Regions from separate parts of the Mus musculus genome. Here all the other regions are linked to region 1. A link is a contact called in public Hi-C, HiCAR-type, HiChIP or PLAC-seq and promoter capture Hi-C data. All regions are on one chromosome and are shown on one strand. Each heading gives the region's core, a stretch centred on a gene start, on an enhancer-like site or on the middle of the called end of the contact. The rest is flanking DNA. Distances are from core to core; before and after follow the strand shown.

Region 1 (4,029 bases), core at 875-3,374:
CAGCATTAACTGACCAGGGTTCTAATGAACCTTCCGAGCCTTCACCTTCTCTCTTGTAAGTCAGTGTGACAAACCAACCACGTCACTGAGTGGCCATGAAAACCACAAACAGAACAGGGGTGCTGGCGCTCAACTCCAGCACTTCGTAGGCAGAAGCGGTGTTGTCTGTGAGTTCTAGGCCAGTCATGGCTATACAGTGAGATCCTGCTCCTGTCCTGCCCCCCCACAAAAGATAACCTAATAAAAATGCAGAGTCTAACACTTAAATATCTTCTCGTACAGAACCATGATACTTCTTTCTGATACGTGGACCCTAAGCTTGGTCTATGAGAAGACGTTTCATCTCTCTTTTACTATCAACGCCCCAGTCAAATGCTTCATCTTGCCTAAACCTTCCCTAATGTTTCATCCCTGGGTTAAGTATTGAACATTGACGGAGATGTGAATTCAGAACATCCTGCAAGTGAGGAGGGAAAGTCACATGACTGCAGTGCAGTCGGGAGCTGGGCTCCAGTGATTCAGTGAGCAGGCGGGCGGGCGGGAGGTTACTTGTTTCTGCTGCTGAGCCTTCCTGAGCGCCGCCAGCCTCTTTTCTTTGAGCAGCTCCAGTTCATCTTCACCAATCTGATCCAGTTTCTGAATTTCAGAGTCCAAGTGATTCTCCACCAGCTTAGCGGCCTGGAGGAACTGGTTCTCCAGGACTTCTGAGAACATGTCGACGGATCCATTACCTTCCATTGTTCTAAGTGGTCTTGGTGCTGGGGGAGGGGGCATAAAAAATAAGTATTAAGTTTACATTTCGGGGGCTTTGTTGTTTTTTTTTTTTTTTTTAAAACAGGGTCTCTGTAACAGAGCCTGAGAGGTTAACACAACAGATGCCATGTTGGAGGCACTATTTTGGCCTTAGAACTCAGCATGTAGGCCCCAACACCTGCCAAAACCAGAATAAAGATGTAAACCATCAAAGATCTCATTTATGGTTCCAGAATCCAGGGAAATCCCTAAATACACTAGCTTGCTTTTCGGCATACTTCCTCAAAAATATCCTGACATAAACGTTACAAGTCCAGGTGACAGCCCATCGCTTCTACGACTAAAGGCAGGCTCTTGAAGCAGAGAGAAGTAATTACACACACGTCTACTTGTGTCCAACATCTGCTGGAGAACAACATTAATCTGGGAGTAGATTAATTAATGCAACCAAGACAATCCCTACTCTCTGAGCCATGCCCACTGGCCAACCTAATCTACCCAATTTCTCAATGAGTCTTTCTTCCTAGGTGACCGTAGATTATTCTATCAAGTTGACAGCTAAAACTAATCAGCTCACACACAAAATAAGCCTGGGCATGGTGGCTCATGATTACAACCTCAGCTCTCAAGGGCAGAAGCATAAGGGTCACACCTCATATTTGGAGCGATAGGCCTGGGCTACATAAGGTCATTTAAAAACTCCAACTGTCAGCTTCTCATAAATACTATACAACTGAAAAGAAGCTGTACTCCCAGGATCCCTAACTCGGGGAAGAGAGAGAAGGATCCGAGACCAGCCACTCAGAATCTGCATCACAGTATTCGTTTATCACCGAGAATTTCACAGGAGACCTTTACGTTTAAATGCGGAGCTTCACGCGACTAAAAGTGCTGCCCTGAATTAGGCGGAGGTGGTCACTGCCTTTATATTGGGGGTAAGGACATAACTTTCTATTTATTGAACCAAATCGAGTATTATTCTTACCGACGAACTGGGGGCCCTGACACCTATGTACTCCCCTACAAACTCCTAACCGAAACCCTAACCCCATGTACCTGTCAGCAGACTCTTCGCCACTCCCTGAGCTCAAGAGACTGGTGGAGTAGTTCCGGGGGGACCCGATTTCGCACTAACTGGGGCGCATGCGCCGTAGCCTCCGCAGCCGCCCAGACGAGGCCCTCCCAGCCGCTCCCTCGATCCCAGCCGAGGATGTGTCCTTCATCAACACTGGGACGCTGTGGCACTATCGGCCACATCACCCTCAGCCGTACCTGGACTATTGATGAGGCCTACGGAGAGAGGAAGCCGCAGATCAAGAATACCCACCGGGTTCACACAGGTTTCAACCTCGCAGCAATTGTTAAGGGCAGAGAAGGGGCTGTTAACTCCGCCACTTCATTGGCTACAGTCCTCTCGCGATACAATGTGAGACACTCGCGGAAAGGGCGGTGGCGAGTGACGAAAGCCTCGGAGAAGCCCTATCCTCCGCCACCCGGAACTACTGGCTTCCGAGCCTACGCTTCACGTGGGCTAATGGCCGGAGGGATGGGCGCTAGGCACGTTGGGAATTGTAGTTCTTTGTGCACTGACTGCGGGTCCCGGCTCTACCGGGAAACGAGCCGGGTCTTGAGCCTGAGTGACAGAGGGGCTTCATTTCTCGTTGTGTTTAATAGTTTCGAAAGTGTAGCTTACAGTACATTATAATTTATACACAGCTCACACTAGTAACATCGCCCCGAAACATGGAGAAAATTTTCACCATGCCAGGATCTTCCCTCCTGACTTTCTTAGGCACATGAATTTTTAGAACTTGCTCATACGAAGATTCATATTAGGGGACCCGTTGCTGTGTCCTTATGTCTTTTTCCCCTTAATAAATGTACACAGTTGACAATTCATGAGTGTTTCTGAGAGGGATCCCATTTTTTGTCCTGCCACCCCCAGAACGCTCATCATTGACTCTTTGTGGTCCTGTAATGGACTTCCCGCAGCTGAGGCCGCGTAGGCAGGGGAGAATTTTCAGTCCCACTTCTGCGTCGAAAGCCAGCCCCGGGAAGGGTGCCGACGTGAGAAATGAACGGCCTCATTGTCGTCCTCTAGGTTCTAGAACCCGGGATCCGCCGGACGTCGGTGCGCGGCGCTCACTTGCGGCGAGGGGGCGCCTGGGTTCCCACCTGGCCGGCGGCTCTACTGGAGACGCTCTAGCCGAAGCGCCGCTCTCGATGAGCCGCGCCCTGCGTCCCCACGCCGAGGCGGCGGGGCGATGCGCTTGCGTACTGAGGGCTCACACCATATGTGCCCTGTCCCAGTGCGCGGGTCTGTGGAGAGCCGGGTGCGAGAGGCGGCGGCGCGAGGGGGACCGAGCCGAGCGGGCATTGGAGTCAGCCGGGAGACAGTGGGTCTGTGAGACACCGAACCGAGGGGCCGGGGCCGCGAGCGCCGTTGACAAGCGATGGGGAAGAAACAGAAAAACAAGAGCGAAGACAGGTAGGCGGCGGGGCTCGGGCCGGGGGTCCTCCGGGAGTCGCGCGGGGCCCTGGATGGGCGAGCCTCGACGGGGCGCGTCCCGCGGCCGGGGCTCGGGCTGGGGTCCGAGGCGTGGGGCTGAGGGGCTCGGAGGTCGTTTGGGGGTCCGGGCGGTGTGGGGCCGGGCTCGGGCGCTGCTAAGCCAGGCCTACGGCCCAGGTGAGTGCGAGCCGGGCCCGGAGAGCCCGGGTGGGGCGGGCCGGGAACGGCTCCCTCGCCTCCCCTGGCCCTGGGAACGCCTCCCAGAGCGGCTCAGGAACTTCGGAGGTGCTCGGGGTTGCGGAGAGGTAGCCCAGCGGCTCCCTCCTCCCGTGTGCCAAGTTGGAAACACTTCTGGGGTTATTTAAAGTCCCGGTTGCCCAGTCCTGCTTTCTGGCTTTCCATTTTCCGGCCTCTTTTTTTTTTTTTTTTTGCGTATGTCTTGGCTTCCTACCGCTTCCCTTAAGAAAGGAGGAGGGGAAGAAACCAGTCAAGGGTCGCTGCTTTCTAACCTTAAAAGAAAAAGCCTTTTCAGGGGAAGGAGTGTGTGTTTATGAGCTACTTAGGCGGAGATTTGGGGAGCATGCCTGTGCCACGTTCGATTAAGTTCTTTTACCCTTTTCAGTTGAGTTGACTTCCTGGGCGTCTGCAACCATCTGTTCCATTTCATCTTTAAGTAATGGCCATTCAACTTAATTTAAAACACTACAGGTAACCGAAAACAAAACCAAGCCTTGTGGCACTTCATCGCTGTGGCTCACACAGACATG
Region 2 (4,029 bases), core at 1,106-3,605, 1.9 Mb before region 1:
GGAACAGAGTGAGAGAATTTGTCTAGCTCTGGAGAGCTCTAGACCTTCGTTTTCACTTTTGTGGAACGATTGTTTTAGCTCGTTCTTGCAAGGCTTGCTAGTGGGATTGGAAATAACATAACTGCTATGTCTAGTACTGGAACAACTCTGTTTGGGATTGACCTCTTGGTAGATCCTTAGCATCTGAGCAGAACCATCAGATGGGTTAGCTGGCAGCAATGCTGTGTAAATCTGGATTGCTGTCATCCAAATCCCATGCTGGAATGCCGCCCTGGTCAACTTCTAAAGGGAGCGCCCTCAGCACACTGCTGTGTCGCCATACCTAACCAGAATAAATCATTACCAAACAGACTGCCCTTGGGTTTCTCTGGGCCAGGGGCAAAAGGCCCTGGGTGTCACCAAGGACACCTGTTGCCCTGGTTCTAGGTCATTATGTAGTGTGTTCAGGGCCATGTGGCGGTCTGACCATAGTGGTAACTTCTGCAATCTGCCTGCAAAACATGTCCTCTCTCTCTCTCTCTCTCTCTCTCTCTCTCTCTGTGTGTGTGTGTGTGTGTGTGTGTGTGTGTGTGTGTGTGTAGGACAGAGGACAATGGACAACCTTGGATATTGGATATTGTCCTTTGAGAGGTACACCTTAGTTTCTGAGACAGTGTCTCACATTAACCTGCTGCCTTATAGGCTAGACTGGCTGGCTTGCAAGCCCCAGGGATCTGCCTATCTCTTCTTCCCCAGCAGTCCTGGGCTTGCAAACACAGGCCAAGTATCCCTGGCATTTTATACCTGGGTTCTGGGTACCGAACCCAGGTCCTGAGTCATGCACAGCAAGCACTTTACCAGCTGAGCCCAGTTTCTTCACATTCCTGACAAGTTGGATATAAGTGTGTCTGCATTCTCTCCTGATCTCACCGTTTGGGAGGGCTTTCCTCTTAGCTCTTATTTGTGTGTGTATGTGGGGTGGGGTGGGGGTTCAAGACAGGGTTTCTCTGTGTAGCCCTGACTGTCCTGGAACTCTCTCTGTACACCAGGCTGGCCTCGAACTTAAGAAATCCGCCTGCCTCTGCCTCCCAAGTGCTGGAATTACAGGCATGCACCACCACTGCCCAGCTGCTCTTTTTTTTCAAGTCTTTTTTTTTTTTTTTTAACTTGCAGTCAATGCTTTGGACCACTATTGCCACCCCCTCCCCTTCTCTCCACTTTTTGACCCACCCCTTAGCAGGACAGATCCAGGGCACTACCCAGGGGTACTTGCTGTGGGCACCTGAGCCTGGCCTGGCAGTGGGAGCACCTCCCAGAGGCCACTCTGGCCTGAATCCAAACACCCAAGCCCCTCCCAGCTACCCTAGGCTGTGGAACTCTGCACAGGTCATTTCACTCCCCACCTCCAGTTGTTCTGGCCGCCTAAGTATAGCTAGGGGCCCAGTACAGAGTACAACATGGGCGACGGGACCTTCCACATGTTATAGGCTGCATAGATTACTACTAGAGCCTCCAACTTGCAGCCTAGGGCCCAGGCGACCCTCCACTACAGGCAGAGCACCAATCAAGGCTGCAGATACTGCTGCCAATGTAAAAAAAAAAAAAATCACGAAGGTTGGAATTTTAATTTTTTTCTAATGTTGGTTCACTATTTTGTTTGTTTGTTTGTTTGTTTGAGTATGACCAGGATCAAAACAGGGCACACTGGGCGAGAGGGACAAATAAAGCTTGTCCTCTGGTCTCTGCACACATTTCGGTTTATCTTCAACTGAGGGCTTTGGGTCATTGTCCCAGTGCCTCCAGGGGACTGGTGATATCCACGTAAGAGCCGGATCCATGCCCTTAACGTCTCTCTTCCTTCCCCACCCTTACTGGTAGTCCTAAACCACCTGGTGGTCCCGACTCCCAGCGCTCTCGAACTTGGAACTTCCTATCCTTCAATGTGAAGGTCAAAGCCTCCGTATTCCCGTGGGAGACAGAGAGCGCAGGTAACACAAACTACCATAACCAGAGAAGGTGAAAAAACTCGGGCTCCCAAACCCAGGACCAATGCCCAAAAGAGCCACCCACTCGTAGGCTCGGGACAACCCAGTCGCCACCCACAGGTCTGCGAGCTGGATCCAATGCCCTTTCCGTAGCGACCGGCGTTGACAGTGTGAGAGACACGCGACCCGTCGCCCAGCTCTGGCCTGTGCCTGGGCCTCCTCCGGCCCCGCCCCTCCCCCAGGGCGCTCCAGAGGCGGAGCGGAGGATCGGAGCGGGCGGCGACAGCAAGAGGCGCCGCGAGGGCGGGCCAGGGGCGGGCCGGGGCGGAGCCGCGACGAACTGCGGAGACGCGGCGGCGCACGGGGCGGTGCAGAGCGTTCTCGGCGCTGAGCTTTGCGGGCGGGTGCGGGCGCGCGCGGCTGCGGGGCGCTGTGGCGGGGGCCGGGCTGTACGCTAGCCGAGCCGGGATCGGGGCGGGGAGCAGCCACGGCGCCGCCGAGGCCCGGGGCCCGCGACGCTGCGCACAGCCTGGGCGCCGAGTAGCCGGGCCGGGCCGGAGCGCGGGCGGCGGTGGCGGCGGCGGTGGCGGAGCAGCTGCGCCCCCCGCCCTCCCAGGCCCGGCGCCCGGGCCGCTGGCGATGGTGACACATGCGGCGGCGGCGCGCCGGCGGCAGGACCATGGTTGAGCGCGCCAGCAAGTTCGTGCTGGTGGTGGCGGGCTCGGCGTGCTTCATGCTCATCCTTTACCAGTACGCGGGCCCGGGGCTGAGTCTGGGCGCGCCCGGTGGCCGCGTGCCCCCCGACGACCTGGATCTCTTCCCCACGCCGGACCCACATTACGAGAAAAAGTACTACTTCCCGGTGCGCGAGCTGGAGCGCTCGCTGCGCTTCGACATGAAGGGCGACGACGTGATCGTCTTCCTGCACATCCAGAAGACCGGCGGCACCACCTTCGGCCGCCACCTAGTGCAGAACGTGCGCCTCGAGGTGCCCTGCGACTGTCGCCCGGGCCAGAAGAAGTGCACCTGCTATCGGCCCAATCGCCGCGAGACCTGGCTCTTCTCTCGCTTCTCCACGGGCTGGAGCTGCGGGCTGCACGCTGACTGGACCGAACTCACCAACTGTGTGCCCGGTGTGCTAGACCGCCGCGACCCAGCAGGTCTGCGTTCGCCCAGGTGAGCGCCCGCTGCGGGAAAGTGTGATGGCGGGGGGGGGGGGGGGTACCCCTAAGCCCCGGGCCAGATCTGCCCTCTCCTCTCTTGGGGCCCCTTCCAGTCTGCGGGATCCCAGGATTCCCATCTCATCCTTCCCTACACCTGCCACTCCTGACCTCTGATCCCTCTTTTCACCCTCTGTTCCGTGCCTCTCCTCGCCACTGGCCTGTCTGCGCAGTGCCCAGACTTCCTCCTGGGTCACTGCCCGCTGCTCTCTGTCCACCCTACCTGCTATGCACTGCGGGCTAGCCTGAGAGATAAACCTCGGGGACTAGAGGTCCAGGCTTGGCTCTAGAGGCAGAAAAACAGGTGTGTCTCTGTGTGCATGTGTAGCCCGTACCCGTCTAGTACTAAAAGTGGAGCAAGAGAAATGCGGTTCCTCTTCCTGTGCACCTGTGGTATCTCCAGGCCCTCCGGTGCCTGCCAGCCTGGGGAGGAGCTGCCAGGAAAGGGGTGGGCTCTGCCTGCCGGTGTGTGCAGGTAGAACAAAGGCCCGTGTGACCCAGACTGAAGTCGGAGAGAAGGCAGCACTACCTGGCCTCCCCAGCCACAGAAGTGGAACAAAAGCCTCCAGTTGAGGACTGACTTCCCTAGAAATCTATCCACCGGCCAGGTTAGGGATAGCTGAGACCGTCAAAGCTACTTGTAAAGCCAGGGACCTCCCAGCAAGGCCCATCACTCTCCTCCTTGTCTGGGGATGTGAGTGAGGGCCAGCCCCTCTGAAAGCACTTTGTAAAGTTGAGATTGTAGCCCTGTTTCTGTTGGTGCCCAGTGATCCTCCTGGGATTACCTTCTTCCTAACCCGCCCCACCCCACCCCAGGAATTAGGGCTTCTAGCCTGCCTTTGTTT
Region 3 (4,029 bases), core at 983-3,482, 1.7 Mb before region 1:
CTGGCTGCAGGCAGGGTGTTCACCTGGGTGCGTTCCATCTCCAGGAGGACAGAGGACTGGAAGAATTGCTCTGGGAGAGGGAGACCTTCAGTTCACTGCCCCCATCTACTTCCCAGAAGAGAGGCAGGAGGATGGCTGATGGATATCAGTTCAGAAGAAGGGGGACTGCCCCAGGAATGGCCTCTGAGGGCACAAGAGTCCCAGGAAAAGAAAGCCTTGGCCTGGTTGGCAGCTTGCATGGGCAAAGCTCCATCCCCACTTAGGAGCCTTCCCAGGGATCTTTGGGAACCATGTCCTGTGTCACAGGGAAGAAGCTGAAGGGGACATGCTGCTGCCCCCGTGGGTCCCTAGGTGAGCAGTTAAACCACCTTCTCTCTTCTGCATGCTCAGGCCTTGTGTCCCTCTCTGGGTGTGGCTCCCAGGAGGTACCACCACTGGCAAGCCACAAGGGGCCTCTTAAGGCCTGGACTTGCTACACGCACTCTCTCATATGGCTTGTTTGGTTATTCACTGAGCACACGACCCAGATGGAGTAGAGCTGAAGGCCACCCTTACCCTGCCAGTCTCTCAAAGGCCTGCAGGACTTTGTCCCCCACAGAAGCCGCACCTTCCCTTTACACTGAGCACGGCTTCCTGGCTTTAGAGCTGGGTCACAGTGGCACGAAAGGGGTGGACACTTTTCTTCTGCCTTCCTCCTCCTGCAGAGACTGGCAGGCATCTTGGCCCTTTGACTGAGCAACCTGACAGACCCCACTGCTGGGCTGGGCTATGGCAGAGGTGGGCACAAGCTAAACGTGGCTCTCTAATTGGGTGTGTCCTGGTTGGCAGGGTTGGCACAGGGTTCAGAGTACTGTCTATCAAGAACTAGAGAATTCCTGTTCTAGACCCCATTTTTAAGCCAGGTCCTGAGGTTCCATACAATAGAGAGGTAGTCCTTCTCCAGTGACCCCCACCTTTGTGCTACCCACTGACGGAGGCTGGCCTGGATCTAGACTGCTAGGAAGTTGGGACAGGCCAGCCATGTCTGTAGGGTCATCTCCAGGCCTGGGCAGATGAAGACAAATTATAGTCTCTGCTGCAAGGCTCTGGGGATTTTAGTGATGGATGCTCAGCCACCTGCTCCGTGATGGCCTCCTAACTGCCAGCACCTTCAGCATCAAGGTCTTTGGGATGCCAGGCACCCAGTCAGCCCTTTGCAGAATCCTGTTCTCCCCTCTGCACCCCAGCATGCAGAGCTTGGGGAAGCTCAAGAAAGGTCCCTTCCTGTCCTCCCAGCCCCAAGGAGACTGTGGGCTCAGCTACACAGTTTCAGTCCCTCTCCCTCTCCCACTCCCTCCTCCCTCCTCTCCCTCTCCCACTCCCCCCCCCCCACATCTGTACCTGTTATACCCCATCCCTTTTGGCATTGTTACTGCCCTGCCTTGAATCCAAACACAGCTGCCACAGCAGAGGTGGCTCTGGGCGTGGCCGCCCACTGTGAGCAAGCCTTGGGTGCTTGCCAAGGGCCCTACACAGGGGCACTGATTGGCTTGGGGGGGCAGGTCTAGGGTGCCTGGTCCCCGTCTCTGTTCTAAGGGGTGGCATGCTATTTCCTGCTCACTCACCAGGCCCCTCTGCTAAGGGGACACGTGACCACAGGTACTGGTGTCTCAGAGAAACTTCTTATCTCATTACTATTTAGATATCTACATTTGGAGTCCTAAAGGACAGCAGGGTGGTGGCATAGTCCCAACCTTCAGACGAGAAAAAAACCAAGAGTCCAGGGACAAAAATGACTTGTCCACATTGCCACCGACAATTTGGCAAGGCTGAAATCCCTCGTTTTTCCACCGGCCTCCTAAGCTCTCCCCTTTTCCCCACCCCAGCCTTGATTCTCCCTTATCCAGTTCCTAGATAAAGACTGCTTACAGGTAGTGGGTGGGAAGGAGGGGTGTGTATCTCCGCAGCCATCTTGGACCAGACACCCCGCTTCTGCTGGGTTCCTGGGAAGGCAGGAAGCTCTCGCCCTCGCGCAGCCCAGACCATGGAGAAACCCACTCTAGGAGCCAATGAAGTCTCTGATCTCCCCTTTCCAGACCTCCCACCTGTACTCCATGCAGTCAGGACTCCAGAAGCCAGCTCAAGGCATACGGGAAATCTACTTACTGGCCTCAGGGCTGAGGAGAGAACCCATCAGCCTGAGCTCCTCCTGGGGCACAAGTCCCTGGGTCTGAAGATGTCTGTGAAGGCCAGTGGTCAGGGTTACAAGACTCCGGAAGGTTCCCCTTTTATAGGCTGGAGCTCACGTTACAGAGTTGTTGATTAATTAGATGCTGTCACGCATGACGATATCCGGGACTTTCCCCATGACCTCTCGTGGCTCACAGTGGACTGCTGCTGCAGCAGGCTGGTCTGAGATAAGAAGGGAAGCAGGGGCTGTAACTGTGGCTGCAGCAGACGGTTTTCTGTTTGACTTCTAAGCAGCCCTTGTCTGTGAATTATAATCGCATGTTAGTAAACACCCGTGCCGCCGCCACGCCCTCCCCCACTCTCCCCAACAAAGACTTTGGTGGTCCTGGTCTGGGATGAGATCTGGGCATTGGGAGTTTCAAGAGCATGCAGGAACTTTGATTAGCAGCCGGCATGGTGTCCAACCCCACATAGAGAAGGTGCGCAGCGCTGCTGAAGGTTAACTGATTGAGCTAAATCCTAGGACCTGTGAAGGTGAGGCCGCCCAGTGGCAAGGTTGGTTTGGGGGCTTACAACCCCACCCCCACCCCACCCCCCCTCCCCGCCAGATTAGGTCTTTCTTGAGATTCCAGATCAAAGCCACAATTCTGTGACTTCTGTGGCCCCTTTAAGAAAGGAACGGGGAGGGGGGGGGGCTGGCGAGATGGCTCAGTGGTTAAGAGCGCCGACTGCTCTTCCGAAGGTCCGGAGTTCAAATCCCAGCAACCACATGGTGCCTCACAACCATCTGTAACGAAATCTGATGCCCTCTTCTGGAGTGTCTGAAGACAGCTACAGTGTACTTACATATAATAAATAAATCTTTAAAAAAAAAAAAAGAAAGAAAGGAACAGGAGCACCTGGAAATGACAGTGAGCTAGACAGGACGGGGGGGGCGGGGGGGGGGCGGGGGCGGTTCGACTGAGGAGGGAAATAGAGGGCTGGAGACCCAGGTTGTGTCTGCTGTATTACCTTATGCAGATCCCTTCCTCTTCTTGAGGTCTGATGTTCTGGTTTGGGGACCTTTTCCAGCCAGCATGTGGTGCCTAAGTGAGAAGAAGTGGCCAGGGGAAGGTGAGTGTTATCAGTGTAGCCCTGGTTACCTTAGACATTGCTGTAACCCCTGGACTTTCTTTTTCCGGCCACACCCTTGCTGAGCGCCCTTTGTCACTGCACTAGATGTATAACTTCTGCCAAGACCACAGGTAGCTGCTCTAGAGCCAGTGCCAGTCACCTGGGCCGGAGTCCTGTGGCTTCTAAAGGTTGCAGTTCCCCCGATGCCCCGGCTGGCTCAGTCTAAGAGGTTCAGGCTCCTGGCACCTCCTGGCAGGCACACCAGTCTCTGGACACTTGTGGATGCTCCTCCCTTGCTGGGTTGCTCAGGGCTGGAGCCAAGAGATCCTTGTTGATTAGCCACATCCCCCTAACAGAGGTGTGTGGTGCCCAATCAGGGTGCCTGCTCTGCAGTTTTAGCCTTTCTAGAAAATGACTGGGCTAGCTGCAGACCAGCAGGCAGGTGGTATGGTCCCCAGACAGGACCTGTAGCCTGCTCGGGCTAGCAGCCAGCAAGGCAAAGGCAAGGCCAAAGACACCCACATCCAAGTGAATTTAGCTACCCCACTGACTGGATTCAGGATGTGCCGTTCTAAACAGGCTCCCTACATTTGGGGGGTTGCAGAAACAGGAAGGCCCCCCACCTTTCTCCCATGAAGCCAGCCCCAAGCTCCTCAAGCCCTGCTTACCGTGGACATCAGGGCGGGGGAGAACTGGATCAGACTGTTCCTGCTAGGCCCCGCCCTGTTCATCACCATCCCTTCACAC
Region 4 (4,029 bases), core at 389-2,888, 1.7 Mb before region 1:
TGGTGTTCTATGGATGGAGAGTGATGGAGGGCGGTGGCTGTGGGCTGGGGCAGGAGTGTGTAAAGCTTGAGCAACTGAAGTGTTTGTGCTTTTAGGAAGGCAAATGGAGGTATCATTCCTCAGCAGGGTTTATTGGCTGTTGTAAATTACTTTCTGTTGCAAAGAGTTGCCTCAGGAGACAATTAAATTTAGATCTTATTGTTCGCAGGTTGCCCGAGACAGGTGTTGACTTGCTGAGGCTTTGCACAAACAGCACTGCCTGAGAGTGAGCTCTCCTGCCTGGACGGTAGGATCCTCCTTTTCAGAGGTCGGATTAGCTGTGGCTTTGAAAGGTAGTGAGTGCCTCATTGATAGATGTATCCAATCCAGGAGGTAGTGGATGGTCTATACTGCAACACTGAAGGCAGCGTGCAGATCTCCATACCTAACCTGGCACTGTAGCTAACCCAACCAATCGACCCTTACCAAATGAACACAGTGACTAGAAGCCTGTGAAGTTTCCAGGTGGTATCTCTTGGTAGATTGCATCTCTGCTAGAGTCTTGGATCTCTTGGGGTGGACTGGGGTTTGTAATCTTGGATGTGGGAGGCACTGTTACAATCATTGTTCTGCTCGTTATTCTGAGCAGTTAATAAATATCAACCACAATATTGCCTGTTACCAGATCGGCAAGCACTGGTTTATTACAATTATCCACCAAGCTCACTGGTGTCTGCTCCAGGCTGAGCTTGCAGATCTGCCATTCCAGAGCTTATGGATAAAGCCCAGAGGGTCAAAGTCATCAAATGCAGACTGTCCATTTGTTCAGTGTGAAGGGGAACACTAAAATGTTGGGGGCTAACTATGAAGCCTTCCTCTGTGCCCCAATTCTCTAGCCCTACCACCGACCAGTAATATGAGCTAATTAATCACCCAGGCCTGTTTTGCTCTATATAATGAAGATAATGATGGTATGAAATGCACCGAGCTGTATGAGTATTATAGTTAATCAACAGAATTTGATTCCGGGGATACTAACTACATAATAGGAACAGAGTTCGAGTTCAAGCTAATAAGGCTTTCTGCTTTTAAATCTCAAGTTTTAGCGTCATCTTCTATAACCCACACGGGTCCAAATGACTGTTCTCTCTACTAATCTTGTCCACATTCACCCTCAACTCGTTCACTTCCTCTTTGCACGGTCCATCTTGTGGCTTTCACTCAGTCTACATGACATATGTAGACATGGGCATTTTGGGCATTAGGCCTGGACCACAGACTTTCTAGATTGGCCTCTGGTAGGCTAACAGTACTTACTGTGTAAAGTTGGAAAGGATGGAACCGGCCAGGACCACTTCAGGTAAAAGCCAGAAGCACTTTATTTAACCCCACCCAGTCTTTGGCAAGCTACAAAGAGCGGGCAGTTTTTCTAAGACTCTAGTTTTGCCTCTAGGGAAACCAACAGACATGCGACAGCAGTTGATTCTTGAGTTTCTTACATCAGCCCCTAGCTGCAAAGTGGGCGCACACTACAACTCCCAGACGTCCTCGGGTCTAAGGGGGCGGAGTCTGCTCCGCTCTAGAAAATAGGATTCACCAATGGGCGCCCAGAGCGCTGGGGGGGGGCGGGTCCATGGGCGGGTCCGCGGGGGAGGAGGCAGTCGAGCGGCGCCGGTAGTCAGTCGCGCCGAGAGCGCTGGGACAGGACGGCTGTGCGTGTAGAGGGTCTCTGCATAGCGACGCGCGCTCTCGCTGGGCCATGGGTAAGCGGCTGGCGGGCGGCGCCGGGGTCAGAGGGCTGGGGTCCCAGAGCGATCGTGGCTCTCAGGGTAACCCGAATGTCTGCGTGCTCTCTTCTCGTGGAAAGTCGGGGCGGCCAGGGGCTTCCCAGGCGTTTATCTCGAAACTCTCCTCTCCGAGTCTGGACTGAAATTCACTGAGCCGCCCACACTTCCTGCTGCGGTTTCAATCTCGAGCTGCTCTGGGCCCATTTGTTGTGACAGCTGTCAGCAGCAGCTTCTCGGCCGCGGGCCCCTCCCTGCCCCGTGCCAGCCCAGCGCTTCGCTTCTCAGAAACCGAGGCGCCCGGGCCGCGCGCAGCGCTTCCCACTGCGGCCGCGATTCCTGAAAGTGACTGCGCGGGTTTTGAAGAAATTGCTCAATGCGCTTTGAAGAATCAACGGTTCCTCTTTTCTGCCAAGGGACATGCTGATGGTTTGACGGTCACACGCTTCAGATCCCCTGCTCCTTCTCTCTTCTCTTTCCTTTTTCTTTTTGTTTCTTTTTCTTTCCAACCCCCAGCAGGAAAGACGGTTTCTTTTTACCCGCCTGATCTTCTGAGTTTCCCTCTTTTCCCTCGGGTCTCTTCAAAGGGACAGGGTGATGGCCCTGGACTGGGGGTGTTTAGTGGACCGAGGGCAGAAGCTCAGGCTGCCAGAGTGCGACGAACAAGTTTGGCTTTGCTCTTATTGCGAACTAGGGGCACAACCACACCACCGATCTGTGGCCCTTTGCACTCACTACCCAGGCGTTGCTCCCTGGCCGGGGTCACATCCCACACCTAACCCACAGGCACAGTGGGGCCAACCGTAGGCCGGGAAGGCCTCAAATTAATCCCAAATTGTGCTGCTCAGGCTGTATCCCCTAGTTTGCAGAGTCTTTCATTTCAGATGAGTGTAACAGGTGCTCCTTGCCCCGCCCCGCGGGCACTGCTGGGAATTGATGCAAATCTAAGGATCTCAGTGTCTAAAGAGGATGGATGCCTGGGCAGGGGAGGGTGAGGAATGTTAAGCTAGAGGGTCTGTCTCTACAGCAGTTAGTGTCCTAAATGACTGCTTGGCCTAGAACTTGAAGTGACAGAGGCAGAATGGCCTAGAATTATATACCCCACCCCGTCTTCTATTACAGAGAAACTGAGGCATAGAGACAGACTAAGGTCTGACAGTGAGGGAGGACCAGGCTTCAAAAACTCCTTGCTCTTTCTCTTCTTTCCTAGTGGCCTTCCGCTGCCCTCGGTGGGAAGCTGATCTGTAATGATCTAGATTGCCTCTTGGACGAGTGTAGCAGGCACCGTGCTAGGGTGAGGAGAGGAGGAGAAAGGAAAAGTGAGGTCCGGAAGTTCCCTGTGTAGGGGTTTTGGCCTTCTGTTGAGTCAACCTCTGCAGCTTGTTTCAGCATAGGTGGGGTGGGAAAACCGGAAATGATACATAGAGAGAGCAATTTTCATCAAACGTATGGATGAAGGGTGGGGCGGTGAAGACTCAGTCCTCCCAGGAGTAGGATCTCTTGGGCTCTCTCAGGGCAGTTGGAGTCTGGAATCTCATACCTGGTGCCCCTACACCCCTCTCTGCCTTTATGCAGCCCCTAGGACTCTCAGCTTGTCTCTAGCCGCTAACAGAGCTTGGCAGAGGTGCTGAGGGTGGGCTGTGGCTGGTGCTGTGTCCTGGATCCTCAGACTCCTGTCCAGCTGTCCTCAAGGCTGGCTCTTGGTAGGACTGTCCCCCCCCCCCCCCCAAACTGCCTACTGGAGCAAGCCCAAGGAGGAGAATGCCAGGCAGTTGGCTTCTGCCATAGAGTGGACTGACCGCTTCAAAGGCTGTCTTTGTTTCCTCTCCAGCTTGAGCTAAGTGAAACTTAAGCCAACAACCTCAGGCAAGGGGGTGGGGCTGTGTCTACTGGTTGTTATTGAGGTTGCTGTTGCCGTTATTGTTGTAATTGACGCAGTGTTCCCAGCCAGTGAGTTTTCATGAAAGGAAGTGTCACTTCCTTGCCATCACAAGAAGGGTGACTGGGGTAAGCAAACCAAGAAGAGGGAGGGAAAGTGGTAGCCGTGTCTGCGCCTGCTCAGGGGGGTGAGCCTTGAACCCTGTCTGAGCCTCAGTGGTCTCAGATCAGGTACACACTTCCCACATACTTAGGTCAGTCTGTCAGGAGCACCCTAGGGAGAATCGGATACGTGGGGACAGGCAGGTGTCAGTGAGGTGATCTGTAGGGAGAAGCATCATTTCTTGCTTTCTTCTGCTTAGAATACTGGCTATGGAGCCTAGCACAC
Region 5 (4,029 bases), core at 965-3,464, 1.5 Mb after region 1:
TCCGCTCCTCTTTTCTCCGCTCATCTCCTCTCTCCTCTCCCCCTTTCTCTGCCTCTGCTACCCTCTTGACCCCTCTCCCCATGCCCTGAATAAACTCTATTCTATACTATCCCGTGTGTGGCTGGTCCCATAGAACATATTTCCCCTGTCTTTGTCTTTTTATAAATACATCAGAGAGTGTGGGTAAAGGCAGGACCATCCAGAGTGGACATGACTAGACCAAGCTGGACCATGTGGGGAGAAGGGGGGGACCATGTACAGCTGTCAGGAGTCCAAAGGTACAAAAGGAACTGGGACTCTGGGTTTAGGGCTGGAGAGATGTCTCAGTGGTTAAGAGCACTGACTGCTCTTCCAGAGGTCCCGAGTTCAATTCCCAGTGACCACATGGTGGCTCACAACCATTTGTAATGAGATCTGATGCCCTCTTCTAGTGTGTCTGAAGACAGCGACAGTGTACTCATATACATAAAAATAAATAAATCCTTTTAAAAGAAAAAGTCTGGGTTCTATAGGGAAGATCCTGTAGTGGAAGGGTAGCCCACCCTCTAGGCTGCAGAGTTCAGGGTAGAGAGAGGGGTGTGCCAGCCATAGCCTGTCAGGTAGGAACTGGGGGTGGCTGGGAAAAAAACAGGCTGCCGGGTTAGCTTTGATATGTTAATATGCATCTCAGCAGGGAGTCCCAGTTCGAAACTTAATAACAATTAAGGAAAGGTGCAGCTATAAGCCAAGGGATACCAGGGTCTTTGGATATCACTGGAAGCTAGAACAAGACTTGGAAGAATTCTCCCCTTGATGCTTCAAAGGTGAATGGCAGAATTGATATAACCCATTCCAGACGTTCAGCCTCAGGAAGGGAGAGGAAGTGGGTTCTACAGTGAAAATGAACTCAGTTTGTGGTAATGGCAGAGAAACCCTAGAAACAAGCCCAGTGGAAACAGGGAAGACGCTCTTGGTATTAATCTTAGTGGAAATCAGCTCTATTGGCGGGTAACGTGCTGTGCTCAAATACCTTAAAACATCTCGAAACACCCATACTGTACTAACATTTAAGTTATCAACTAACAATAAGTTATGACAATAACTAGCATGAGTGGGTTTTAGTATGATTAGTTGTCATAGAGCATCCAATGTAAAAAGGCTCAAAGAGAACATAGTTGACTAATTAGTAGTAGTAGTAGTAGTAGTAGTAGTAGTAGTAGTAGTAGTAGTAGAAGAGGTAATTTGAATCATTTGCCCCGTTTGGCAAGCTATATTTTCTGCTGATTGCAATGTTCATTGGCAGAACCCCTCCACAGGTTTAACAGTAAACTAAAGAGGCCTTTAAAATATGCGCCATACCCATCACCTGTTCCTGAAGATTTCCTTGAGAACTTCAGCGGTAAATAGAAAACTTTCAGCTGCCGAAGAGTTTTAGCACAGGGTAGCTAGCAGGTGACGCTGATGACAGTCGCTCGGTTTCTGTAACTCTAGAGTGGATACTAGTCACCACCGGAGCATAGGGGTGGGGAGCGGGCAGCGGTGCCTTTGAAACAGATCACAGGGGACCAGGTCCAGGAGGCTGGTATGTAAAGAAATTTCCAGGGTTTTCCAGTGTTCAGCCAAGGCGTCCAGAAAAAGTGCCCTAGGGCAGGCTAAGGAAAAAGAAGCACTGCAAACGATTTTGTAAACGAATATTTCTCGAGACAGTTTTCTCAGATTTTTTTTTTTCTTTCTTTTTAGACCAGGCTGGCCTCGAACTCACAGGGGTTCGTCTGCCTCTGCCTCCCTGGTGCCGGCCTCGCCTAGATTTTTGTTCACATAACCAAACGTTTATGTGCGGTACGACCCCATCTCTGAGAATACGAGCAAGGCTCGAAATTTAAACTGTTTCTGAGAATCCTGTTTTCATTGGTATTTACAAGAAATGAGCCGTCAAGGATGCTCTATCAGACCAGTTAGCATCTAAGACCTAGTTTCCAAATTATAACTTAGGCAATATTGACTGGGCAGGTTTGGCGCCACCCTGTCACCCAAGGATCGCTTCTGAGGGCTTTAAGGGCAATTAACGGCGGTCTCTACATCACTCAGGCAGGGAAGGACCACTCGGACAGCTCAGAGACCACGCGGCCCCGCCCTCCACGGCGCCCCGCCCCCTTCCGGACACGGCGCCCCGCCCACTCGCGTCTCCGGAACCTCCGCTCGGCCAGCGTCGTCGGTCTGTCGGCCCTGTGTCTCCGTTCCGCTCGTCTGACTTAGGCACTGTTTTTGTTTGCGACGCTGTCGCGGAAGGGTGCGCTTTACGGCCGCGGGAGGACGCAGCGAGTCGGCGCCTTGGGCCTCTCGGCCGGGAAGCGGGGTAGGCGGGCGAGGTTGATGCCCGGCGGCGGGGCGAGCACGGCGTCTGGCCGGCTTCTCTCCTCAGCGGATCCCAGAGGGGCGCGGGAGGCAGCGGCGTTCCGGAGCGGCCCGGCGGGCTCGAGCGGAGGCCGAGGCGGAGCAGGCGGCCCTGGGCCAGGGATTGGAGGCCCCGCGGGCAGGATGAGCCTGACCCCGAAGGAGCTCTCGAGCCTGCTGAGCATCATCTCGGAGGAGGCGGGCGGCGGCAGCACCTTCGAGGGCCTGTCCACCGCCTTCCACCACTACTTCAGCAAGGCCGACCACTTCCGCCTGGGCTCGGTGCTGGTGATGCTGCTGCAGCAGCCGGACCTGCTGCCTAGCGCGGCGCAGCGCCTCACGGCGCTCTACCTGCTCTGGGAGATGTACCGCACCGAGCCGCTCGCCGCCAACCCGTTCGCGGCCAGCTTCGCGCACCTGCTCAACCCGGCGCCGCCCGCCCGCGGCGGCCAGGAGCCCGACCGGCCCCCGCTCTCAGGTACGTCCCGCAGCCAGCCGTGCGGGCGCAGCCAGCTGTTCTGGGGTGGGGGTGGGAGGGGGGTCGTCAGCTAGGGACATTCAGCCTCCTTGGAGGGGATCGACCCTCCCTCCTTTTCCATACTTTCTTTCCCTAAAATAGGGGAGAGATAGAAGTTGCAAGTTTTGTTTTTTTGGTTTTTTTTTTTTTTCAAATTCACTACACTCCAGATGATCCCTCCCAATCGAAAAAGCCAACACATCGTACAAGCCCACAAACGGGCTGGACATATTTTAGTATGCCAGATACGGTTCATTCTTGATTGTAAGGTCCTGAGGTATGCGAAGTTACAGCCAATGGCACTGAGTTTACCCCCTTTTTAAGCCTCCGAGTAAAGAAGTCGGTATTAAGAACCTGAGGTTGAAGTCCACATCACCACAATATCTAAAGTCTTTGCAGCCAACTCCTTGGTTAGCTGTAATGTCGCGTGAGGAGAGGATGAAGTCGTTTCTAATTAACCATTCAAAGATGCATGTGTCCTGGGCAGTATTGTGGAATGTTTGCTTTTGCAGCATTGCTAAGATCAGGCATAGATTACACCTGAGGATGCGCCCCTAAATTTGGTGCTGTGGATGGAACCCAGGGTCACTTCCTCTATACCATGAGCCTCGTCCAGGACTCTGGGACAGCTGTACCACTCACAGGCTGACATACATGTACATATGTACATATATATAGATATAGAGATAGAGATAGAGATATAGATATACACACACATATACATATATATATAATTTTTAAAGTATGTTTAAATTTGTAGGAATCTAAGTATTTGATAACAAAAAGTTCTCAACAGCTATTAAAACCTTACGTTTCATTGACATTTCCATAGATCACAGAATCTCAAGCGATATATTTGTTTATGGATTACTATGTGTACTAAGTGTGAATATTCAATCAGCTGGAACTCAGTTACATTTAGATCATAAGAATAGCTCCACGTGGCAAGTAGCAAAGTTTCCAGTTAACTTTTAAAGTTAAATTTTAAAACTTTACCAGTACCCATTGGCGAGAAACCGGCATGCATTCTTATTTGCAGGGTTCCTGCCTCCTATAACTCCACCAGAAAAGTTTTTCCTCTCCCAGCTCATGCTGGCACCCCCAAGGGAACTGTTCAAAAAGACACCTCGCCAGATTGC
Region 6 (4,029 bases), core at 1,030-3,529, 1.5 Mb before region 1:
CTCTTAACCACTGAGCCATCTCTCCAGCCCTGAATTTCACTTACTTCAAGGAGTCTATTCTTATTCTCCTTTGGGAATCCAACTGTGAGTTAACTTGACTTTAACAGACCCCGTTTCTGTTCCTATCTAGCAACCATTGTTCTGTCTTGCTTTTCTCTCCCTGCTCCTTCCCTTCGACTTCCAAGCCAAGTGGCTCAAACACTTATTTTTCTTTCCTTTGTTGGCTTCTGTCGCTTAGATTGAGTGCCTACCTATAGAGCACGAGTAAATACAGACCCGAAAAGGGCAAAATGAAAATAGCCTCTGGAATGATGATGAGGCCTGATAGGCGCTTCCAGGGACCTGGGGTTGCTGTCAAACAATCCGGGCGGCTCTTCTGGGTTGTCAAAGACAGGGAGGGGGCAATTGCCCAACTCCTGAGGGTACTGTTCACTAAAAAGCTGGTCTTCTGGCCTCACTCTGTGTGTGTGTGTGTGTGTGTGTGTGTGTGTGTGTGTGTGTGTGTAAGGTGAGGCACCTCCTCACAAGGAACTTCCTCCAGCTGGCTGTTTACAGAACCCACCAGCACAATGCCAGAGCATTAAGTCAGCCTCTGCTACCCAGCCTCCCCCACAACACTGCATGAGTGTTCCATTATGTTTGGATTTTTGCTGCTGGTATTGATTGTTGCCTTAATTGGCAGGCTGTGTACCAAAGTAAAAATAAACACAGGGGTTTGTACAGAGACATAGAGAAGGACTGTGTCTCTAGGGCCAGGAGAAGCCCTGCTGGGAGACCCAGGGGTCAACCCAGGCCTTGTGCTTAGTATAGCTCTTGCAACTGAGGTAAGGATGTTTGTCATCCGTGTCCTGCCCTTCACAGGGTGGACAGCTGTGGGTGGATAGCTGTGGTCATCCCCACACACTGAGTTCATAGCTGCCGGATGACATCCAAGTGGGGCTGACCAGGAAGCAGTGATCTCAAGGCTAGAACAGCAGCCCCACCCCTCAGTTCATTTCCACAAGCAGCTGCCTCAGCTGGCCAGTCACCACAATTTGGGGTTAAGGGTATGGTCCTGAAAGAGCAGGCAGCAACAACTATTACTACACAGGCAAAGACTATTCACAGAGAGTTGTTATGTCATATTCGGTGTGTAAGCCAGTTGTTCTCACGTGCTTAGCCAGGTGATGCTGTGTTATCACTCTTCCTGCCGTCAAATTAAAAACTAAAACCATAACTAAACAATAAAATCAATCCAGGCATGGTGGTGCATATCTGTAAACCCTGCACTTGGGAGGTAATGGACATAGGATCGGGAGTTCAAGGTCAGCCTCAGATTTGAAGAGTTCAAAGCCATATCGGGCTATGTAAGACCTTGTCTCAAAAAAAAAAAAAAAAAAAAACAAACAAAAAACAAAAAACAAAAACAAAACAAAAAAAAAAAAACCAGTCATTCTTACCGCCATTTACAGACAGGGACTAGGATTAACGGTGAAGATCTGAAAGGCCTAGGATTTTGTGCCTAGGTTCAAAATTTGCATCTGTAAGAAGTAAAACACTTAGTGTTCCTGTGTGTGTTTACTTGCTTATTGCGCTCCCCCTCCTGCCCCCGTATGGCTTGTCTTGTTTACTGCCATTTTTCTGATGATAGGCTGTAAACTAAAGATGTGCAAGAATTTTGGCTTGTTCATTGCCGTATCGTTAGAGTATGAAACAAGAGTACATGTTCAATGAAAACTCATCCCTAAATAGAAATGACAGGTGAAAAACCTAGGTCAGAGCCTGGTCCCTCAGCACCTTAGGGGTCTAGACAGAACCGAGGAGTGGGCTGGGGGACTTCGGGGGCAGTGACAACCTATTTCTGGCATTGGGTCAAGGTCAACGAAAATCCCAGAAGTAAGGAGGCTGTAACGCCAGCCTGAACCCTCAGGTTCCCTTTTCTTTTTCTAAACCAGGAAATGCATTTTTCTCGCTGTGCCCGCGGAGAAGCACCACCCGCCCCAGAACGGAGCGACAGAGTGCAGGGGACCCGGAAGCAACCGAGCGCGTGGGGCTTGGGAGCCGGGCTCCCTAAGGAGGAGCGCGGGAGAAGCCCGGTGCCGCGCGGAAGCTTGGCTGGGCGCACCCCCGCTGCGGGCTCCCGCGCTCGCCCCGCGCCGTTCTACCTTAAGGGCGCAGACCTCCTTAAGCCGGGCGCGCGAGCCGTGGGTAGGGGCGGGACATCGCATGCAAATAAGGGGCGTGGGGCGGCGGGGCGGGGCGGGCGGGGCGCGGTCTGACGTCAGGTCCTCGGCTGGGGCAGTTGGCGCGGCGGCAGCGGAGCGGCAGGAGGGCAGGAGCGGAGGCGCCGAGTGAGGCGCGCGGCGGGGCGCGGGCAGCGGCGGGGCCGGAGCAACATGGCGCCGGGGGGCGGGGGCGGGCGGCGGGACGGCTGGCCGGCCCGAGGGCGCCTCCTCCTGGCTGCGCTGCTGCTGCTATGGACGCGGGCGGCCAGCGGCCAGAGCAGCCCCCAGCAGAGCGTGATCCTAGGCATGAGGCTAGCGAGCTGCAACAAGTCGTGCGGGATGAACCCGGATGGCATCATCTTCGTGTCCGAGGGCAGCACGGTGAACTTGAGGCTCTATGGCCACAGCCTGGGCGATATCTCCAGCAACCTGATCTCCTTCACCGAGGTGGACGACGCCGAGGCGGTCCACAACTCCACCAACTGCCTGGAGCTCACCAAGGACTTAGTGGTCCAGCGGCTGGTCAACGTGAGCCGCGGGAACACGTCGGGGATGCTAGTGGTGATTACCAAGTTCCTGCGGAGGAGCGAGAACATGAAGCTGTACGCGCTGTGCACCCGGCCCCGGGCCGACGGGCCCTGGACCAGATGGACGGACAAGGACTCCCTGCTCTTCATGGTGGAGGAGCATGGGAGGTTTCTGCCGCTCTGGCTGCACATCCTTCTCGTTATGGTGCTGTTGGTGCTGTCGGGCATCTTTTCTGGCCTCAACCTGGGGCTTATGGCCCTGGACCCGATGGAGCTGCGCATCGTGCAGAACTGTGGAACTGAGAAGGAGAGAAAGTATGCTCGCAAGATAGAGCCCATCAGGCGCAAGGGCAACTACCTGCTCTGCTCGCTGCTCCTGGGGAACGTGCTAGTCAACACCTCCCTCACCATCCTTCTAGACAACCTCATCGGGTCTGGCATCATGGCAGTGGCCTCCTCTACCATTGGCATTGTCATCTTTGGGGAGATCTTACCTCAAGCCCTGTGCTCCCGGCACGGGCTGGCTGTGGGTGCCAACACTATTGTTCTCACCAAAGTCTTTATGCTCCTCACTTTTCCCTTGAGTTTCCCCATTAGCAAACTCCTGGACTTCGTCTTAGGTCAGGAGATTCGCACTGTTTACAATCGGGAGAAGCTGATGGAGATGTTGAAGGTGACAGAGCCCTATAATGACTTGGTGAAGGAGGAGTTAAATATGATCCAGGGTGCCCTGGAACTAAGGACCAAAACTGTGGAGGATATCATGACCCAGCTACACGACTGCTTCATGATCCGCAGTGATGCCATTCTGGACTTCAACACCATGTCGGAGATTATGGAGAGTGGCTACACTCGCATTCCTGTGTTTGAAGATGAGCAATCCAATATTGTAGATATCCTGTATGTCAAAGACTTGGCTTTTGTTGACCCGGATGACTGCACCCCGCTCAAGACCATCACTCGCTTCTACAACCACCCGGTACATTTTGTTTTTCATGACACCAAGCTGGATGCCATGCTAGAGGAATTTAAGAAGGGTAAGGACTGGTGTAGCTCCTGGTTAAATGTCCTTTTGATACCTCTCGTTCCCCTGAAGCATCCCCTGCATGCTCTCTGTCTGCAGGTTTTACTCTTCTGTTTGTGCGATTTATTCTGGGTCCCCCTGTCCATGGCTTCCTATGCTTCTGGTGTGAACGTTATCAGGCGCAGCAGAAGCGGTTCTCAAGCCTTTGCCTTCTGCCAGGCACTGTGTTCTGTGCTTAGTTGAATCAAAGCTGAAGGAGATACACTTGTCTGGA
Region 7 (4,029 bases), core at 642-3,141, 1.5 Mb after region 1:
GATAGGCAGCTCCGCCCTCCACATCTGGATCCTGCTGGATGGAGAATAATCTGAAGACTGCAGGCCCTGACTTACCTGTCCCACTGATTCCTTCCCAAGGCAGTAAGCCCATCAAACACCCCAGAGGCTCAGTGGATTAAGTGGGTGGGTGGGCAGCAGCAAAAGTGTCTGGGGGGGACAAACTGTTTCCCTATTTCCCAGTTTACAAGTCTCCTGTCCTACCGTCACCCTCTGCAACAGATGACTAATACACCAGATACTCTACTTAATCCACCATCAATTAAGCCACCGTCTCCAGTGTTGTACATACACAGCCCTCTCAGGCCACTTGGCCTCTACTGAGCTTTGCAGGATGCTACCAAGTTCTTGTTCTCCAGTCCAACACTAAATTCCATGGTGCTACCCAGGGCCTCACAAAGGGCTCAAAGGCCCCCTTCCTTCTACTGTAACTCTCCCCCCACCCCCACGAAGCCCACCTGCTGCACAAGTTGTCCCTGTTCAGGGGGGTTCGTGGCCACTCAGCTGCCCAGAACGTTCCACTGTCTACTAACCCTTTCAACCAGAATCCTGTGGTCTCCTACCCACTACTGAATTCTCAGGAGAGTCTCGGTTGTCATCGTGGACCCTGACCCCACCCTACACCTGCTAGCTTTTCCTGAAGCTAAAATACATGATTTTAGGTAGAAGCATATTCCTCATTTCTCCAACCAGACTCTGCTCCCAAAGGGCCGTCTCCAGACTGGCCCAGGTGCAGACAGTCACCAGCAATTAACCCGAGCGCACCGTTTAGGTCTGTTGACCCCCTCAGCGACATTCAGTAGAAGGTTATGAAAGGACCATCATCTGAAGTCCCTTTTACCAGAGGTGGCTCCTTAACCAAAGGAATCATTCCAACCCCCTAGGCAAAACACGACAATTCCCCTTCCCTGATTGAGCAGGTGCTCTAGCTAATAACGCGAGCTGATCCCAATCTCTTAACAGCTTTGAGCCATAACTTTTAGAAGGGGAAAATGCCTTGCTTGGAGACAACTTCAAAGCCTATCGTATTTTTGTCCTATCGTTCCACAGAAGACATTGAAAGGAGAAACAAAAGCGGCATGCTTAACTTCGCTACGCAACTATAGTGCCTCAGTTTCCCCTCGAAGCGAAGACAGCCCCCGCCTCCTGGGCCAGAAAGTCCTGGATCTCTAGAACCTCCCGATGATCTGGCCTGAAGTCCGCAGCTGCAACACCACCTGGAGCCACAGCTGCGTCCAGATGGCCAAGTCCGGGCCTGCCTGGGCGCACCCTTCTGTCACCTGGCGGGGCCCTAGGGCGCCCCGATCTCGCTGCCTTGGGGCAAGCTCTAGAAGCTGCGTCTCCAGCGTTCGCGAGCCAGGTCACACCAGATGCACCTGCCTCTCTCGGCCCGTGGGTCCCTGAGCTCCAAGCCCGACCGGAGCTCGCGTGAGAAACGCAGGAAAAAGGAAAACAAGCCATAGGCAGGGCCGTCCTGGCCTCGTCGGCTGCCACCGAGACACCACCTGCGACGCGGCCGGGCGGCAGGGACAGAGGCCGGGCCGGGCCGCCGCGCGCGCCCCTTACCGGTGAGGCGGCCGCCCCCCTCGCCGTGCCCGCGGCGCCGCTGCAAGACGAAGTAGCAGCTGCTCTTCTGGGTCACCCAGAGCTTCAGCGCGTTCTTGAGCAGCACCTCCTCGGGCTTGAGCCACATCGCGGCGAACCTGCCGCGCCTGCGGGTCCCGGTTCACATCGCCCCAGCAGCCGGCCGCACCGGGCCGAGCCCGCTTGGAAGGAGGCGGCGGGAACTGCGCGCGGAGACAGAAGCGGGAGCGCCTGCCGAGCCCCGGAGCGCGGAGACCACAGCTCGCCGGGCTCACCCCGCGCTGCCTGCCGTGGCCCCGCCCCGGCTAGACCCTGCCCACCAGCCGCGGTCCCGCCCACCCCCGAAGCCACGCCCTCCACCCTCCCCGAGGCTCCAGTGGCGCCTCCCTGGTTTCCTAGTCTCTGCGGCTCCCGGCCAGGGTTCCGGAGTGGCGGGAGGAAATCGGAGCCACTGCCAGGTCTCCTCCCTCTAGTCCCGGACGAGTCTCGAATTCCCTCCTTCCCGGTAGGAAGCGAGCAACTGCGCAAGTTGTCTCCACGCTCCTTGTTTAAAAGCTGGAGGAAGGACCTAGGGGGAAAAGACATCTTGTTATCCAAGCTGCAGGTTGCCCAACCCAGAGTCTTAACCTTAAAGAGCACAATGCACGCCAGTAAACTGGAGTGTGTTCAAGTTTCAAATAACCAAAAGCTAACACTGAAAATTGGAGACAATTGTATCTGGATTTTTTTTTAATGCTGCGCTCTTCATTTTTTTTTTAAATTAACACAGAATGCTACATATTTTAGTCCATATATACAGCAAGGAGAGGGTCAGAGAAATTGCTTTCCGTTAATTCAAACATTTACATTTCTTCTTTATTACATTTTATTTATTGGAGGGGGTGGTCACGAGAGACAGTTTGGCGCGTGGAAGTCAGAAGACAACTTTGAGGAGTCAGTCTTGGCTTCCATTATGTGGACCCTGGGAATCCAACTCAGGTCATCAGGCCTGGCAGCAGGAGTCATTCTTGACATCCCCCACTTATTATTTCTCTTACAGAATATTTTTTCATGCTTTTGTAAGGATACAACTGAAGCTATAGGAGAGGTGGCAACGCAGAAACCTGAGTCCAGCAGCAGACCATACTGAACACTGAATGTCTTACAGAGACATAGGACCTAGAAGGCACCACTATGAGACTCACCCCTGCAGGTCCTCTCCGGAAAAAAATAAGGCTCTTGTGTCTATTCTGAGAAAACATTAAAGAAAAAAACAAACCCACTAGAACATGGGAGCAGGTAATAGTAACGAGAAGCCACGGGGCATGTGAGTACAGGGTTTTAAATAAATATTTTCTCTAGGCTAGAGTAGACATGTTAGCTGTCCTTGAAAAAGGCCGAGGGAAAGGGATCCACGTGTTCTCTGTGGGGAGGTGGTTAGATCGGATATCTTAGCCAAAGGGAGGGGAAAGGTTCCCTTAGTCCCTGGGTTTTGACAAAAGGACAAAATGTGGTTGTTAAGTAGGACAGAACTGGAAAGTAGAAGCTGTCCTGGGGGAGGATCAGAAACTGGTCAGATCCAACAGACAGTAGCCCTGTAGAAAGCAAAGTGAGACGGGAGGTTGGGGGATGGGGAGGACGGTGGAGGGGAAAATAAGCAAGTTTTAGAGCCATGTTGTATACAAATGTCACCACGAAGTAAGCCCATTTCTCTGCAGACCAATCAAAAAATACAGAGAGAAAGAAGAGGAAGAAGAAGAAGAAGAAGAAGAAGAAGAAGAAGAAGAAGAAGAAGAAGAAGAAGAAAGAGAGATATTGAGAAAGCTGGTACACTGGCCAGCCACAGGCAACCATCTTCTCAAGAAAACAGAAGTTTATAAGCCACAATCACAGGCTTGGAGCCACACCAGAGTCAGAGGAGTCAGGGATGGGTGGCAAGAAAAGATTCCTTCACGAAACATTCCCAGGCACCCTTTGCTCTCTGAAGCACTTCGGGCCAGAACCATAGAGGTGAATTGGATATTAGTGCTTTTGTGTAACAAGATATTTCCTGGGAAAATGCAACACACATGTCTACTCACCTCAGATACCGATCCCATGACAGACCAAAGTGTGGACGCCACCAAAGTCCAACCTGGTCAACCAATGAGTTTTCTTGGGGTTACTTACAGGAATATGGGTGAGAGGTGACTTACAAGACCAGAAATGACTCAAAGACAGCTGCCTCACCAAAACCCACACCAGCATGAGTGACAGCTCACAAAGCTGGGAACCAGAAACACAGTGCACAGCCTGAGGGCAGGAGAGTGTCCTTTCTAGGTACCTCGGTTGGTCTACACTCTTCCAGGCAGATGGGCTGGCTGGTTTTTGCTTCTTCCAGGGAACTAGCTGGTCTGGGCTTAAGAGTCTTCTTTGTGGCCTTGCTCTACTGCATCTGAGAGGGACTCT

What was found. Promoter capture Hi-C pulls out the DNA fragments that hold promoters and counts their contacts. A called contact is a pair of places that touch in the nucleus more often than the background predicts. HiCAR-type assays count read pairs that join an accessible place to other places. HiChIP or PLAC-seq counts read pairs in DNA pulled down with a chosen protein or histone mark. Capture Hi-C pulls out chosen DNA fragments and counts their contacts.
Region 2: a promoter capture Hi-C map of adipose tissue shows a contact between it and region 1, with 6 times the contacts expected there. The contact joins the promoter of Hs6st1 here to the promoter of Txndc9 in region 1. A contact is called at or near these places in 1 of 484 Hi-C or Micro-C datasets (B cells), 1 of 115 datasets of contacts at active chromatin or transcription factors (pancreatic cancer cells) and 2 of 9 other capture datasets (adipose tissue and liver).
Region 3: a contact with region 1 is called in an H3K27ac HiChIP or PLAC-seq map of thymic regulatory T cells, with 8 times the contacts expected there. The contact joins the promoter of Neurl3 here to the promoter of Txndc9 in region 1. A contact is called at or near these places in 1 of 39 promoter capture datasets (pre-B cells), 1 of 484 Hi-C or Micro-C datasets (B cells), 1 of 115 datasets of contacts at active chromatin or transcription factors (thymic regulatory T cells) and 2 of 9 other capture datasets (adipose tissue and liver).
Region 4: a promoter capture Hi-C map of liver shows a contact between it and region 1, with 2.7 times the contacts expected there. The contact joins the promoter of Arid5a here to the promoter of Txndc9 in region 1. A contact is called at or near these places in 3 of 39 promoter capture datasets (embryonic stem cells, liver and neutrophils), 1 of 484 Hi-C or Micro-C datasets (CD4 T cells), 2 of 115 datasets of contacts at active chromatin or transcription factors (astrocytes and extraembryonic endoderm stem cells) and 2 of 9 other capture datasets (adipose tissue and liver).
Region 5: a Hi-C map of muscle stem cells shows a contact between it and region 1, with 3 times the contacts expected there. The contact joins the promoter of Cnot11 here to the promoter of Txndc9 in region 1. A contact is called at or near these places in 2 of 39 promoter capture datasets (3T3-L1-derived adipocytes and liver), 4 of 484 Hi-C or Micro-C datasets (B cells, CD4 T cells, CD8 T cells and 1 more), 5 of 115 datasets of contacts at active chromatin or transcription factors (astrocytes, embryonic forebrain, extraembryonic endoderm stem cells and 2 more) and 1 of 9 other capture datasets (adipose tissue).
Region 6: a contact with region 1 is called in a promoter capture Hi-C map of liver, with 2.7 times the contacts expected there. The contact joins the promoter of Cnnm4 here to the promoter of Txndc9 in region 1. A contact is called at or near these places in 1 of 39 promoter capture datasets (liver), 1 of 115 datasets of contacts at active chromatin or transcription factors (astrocytes) and 3 of 9 other capture datasets (adipose tissue, liver and pancreatic islet).
Region 7: a contact with region 1 is called in a HiCAR-type map of astrocytes, with 2.3 times the contacts expected there. The contact joins the promoter of Tbc1d8 here to the promoter of Txndc9 in region 1. A contact is called at or near these places in 1 of 115 datasets of contacts at active chromatin or transcription factors (astrocytes) and 2 of 9 other capture datasets (adipose tissue and liver).

The regions. Positions count from the first base shown.
Region 1 is chr1:37,995,084-37,999,112 of GRCm38.p6, forward strand. It overlaps Txndc9 (thioredoxin domain containing 9), which reads right to left and starts at 2,125. Exons shown (of 5, transcript NM_172054.4): 1 at 2,026-2,125; 2 at 550-758. The coding sequence starts at 738. Eif5b (eukaryotic translation initiation factor 5B) reads left to right here and starts at 2,927. Exons shown (of 24, transcript NM_198303.2): 1 at 2,927-3,241. The coding sequence starts at 3,207.
Region 2 is chr1:36,066,045-36,070,073 of GRCm38.p6, forward strand. It overlaps Hs6st1 (heparan sulfate 6-O-sulfotransferase 1), which reads left to right and starts at 2,356. Exons shown (of 2, transcript NM_015818.2): 1 at 2,356-3,140. The coding sequence starts at 2,614. It overlaps Gm39624 (a long non-coding RNA gene), which reads right to left and starts at 199. Exons shown (of 3, transcript XR_865341.2): 1 at 1-199.
Region 3 is chr1:36,271,193-36,275,221 of GRCm38.p6, forward strand. Neurl3 (neuralized E3 ubiquitin protein ligase 3) reads right to left here and starts at 2,233. Exons shown (of 4, transcript NM_153408.2): 1 at 2,146-2,233. The coding sequence starts at 2,173.
Region 4 is chr1:36,306,095-36,310,123 of GRCm38.p6, forward strand. Arid5a (AT rich interactive domain 5A (MRF1-like)) reads left to right here and starts at 1,639. Exons shown (of 7, transcript NM_001172205.1): 1 at 1,639-1,742. The coding sequence starts at 1,739.
Region 5 is chr1:39,533,487-39,537,515 of GRCm38.p6, forward strand. It overlaps Cnot11 (CCR4-NOT transcription complex, subunit 11), which reads left to right and starts at 2,215. Exons shown (of 7, transcript NM_028043.3): 1 at 2,215-2,851; 2 at 3,930-4,029. The coding sequence starts at 2,353.
Region 6 is chr1:36,469,318-36,473,346 of GRCm38.p6, forward strand. It overlaps Cnnm4 (cyclin M4), which reads left to right and starts at 2,280. Exons shown (of 7, transcript NM_033570.2): 1 at 2,280-3,768. The coding sequence starts at 2,376. It overlaps Gm33454 (predicted gene, 33454), which reads right to left and starts at 2,452. Exons shown (of 3, transcript NR_168706.1): 1 at 2,145-2,452.
Region 7 is chr1:39,476,856-39,480,884 of GRCm38.p6, forward strand. Tbc1d8 (TBC1 domain family, member 8) reads right to left here and starts at 1,892. Exons shown (of 20, transcript NM_018775.4): 1 at 1,585-1,892. The coding sequence starts at 1,711.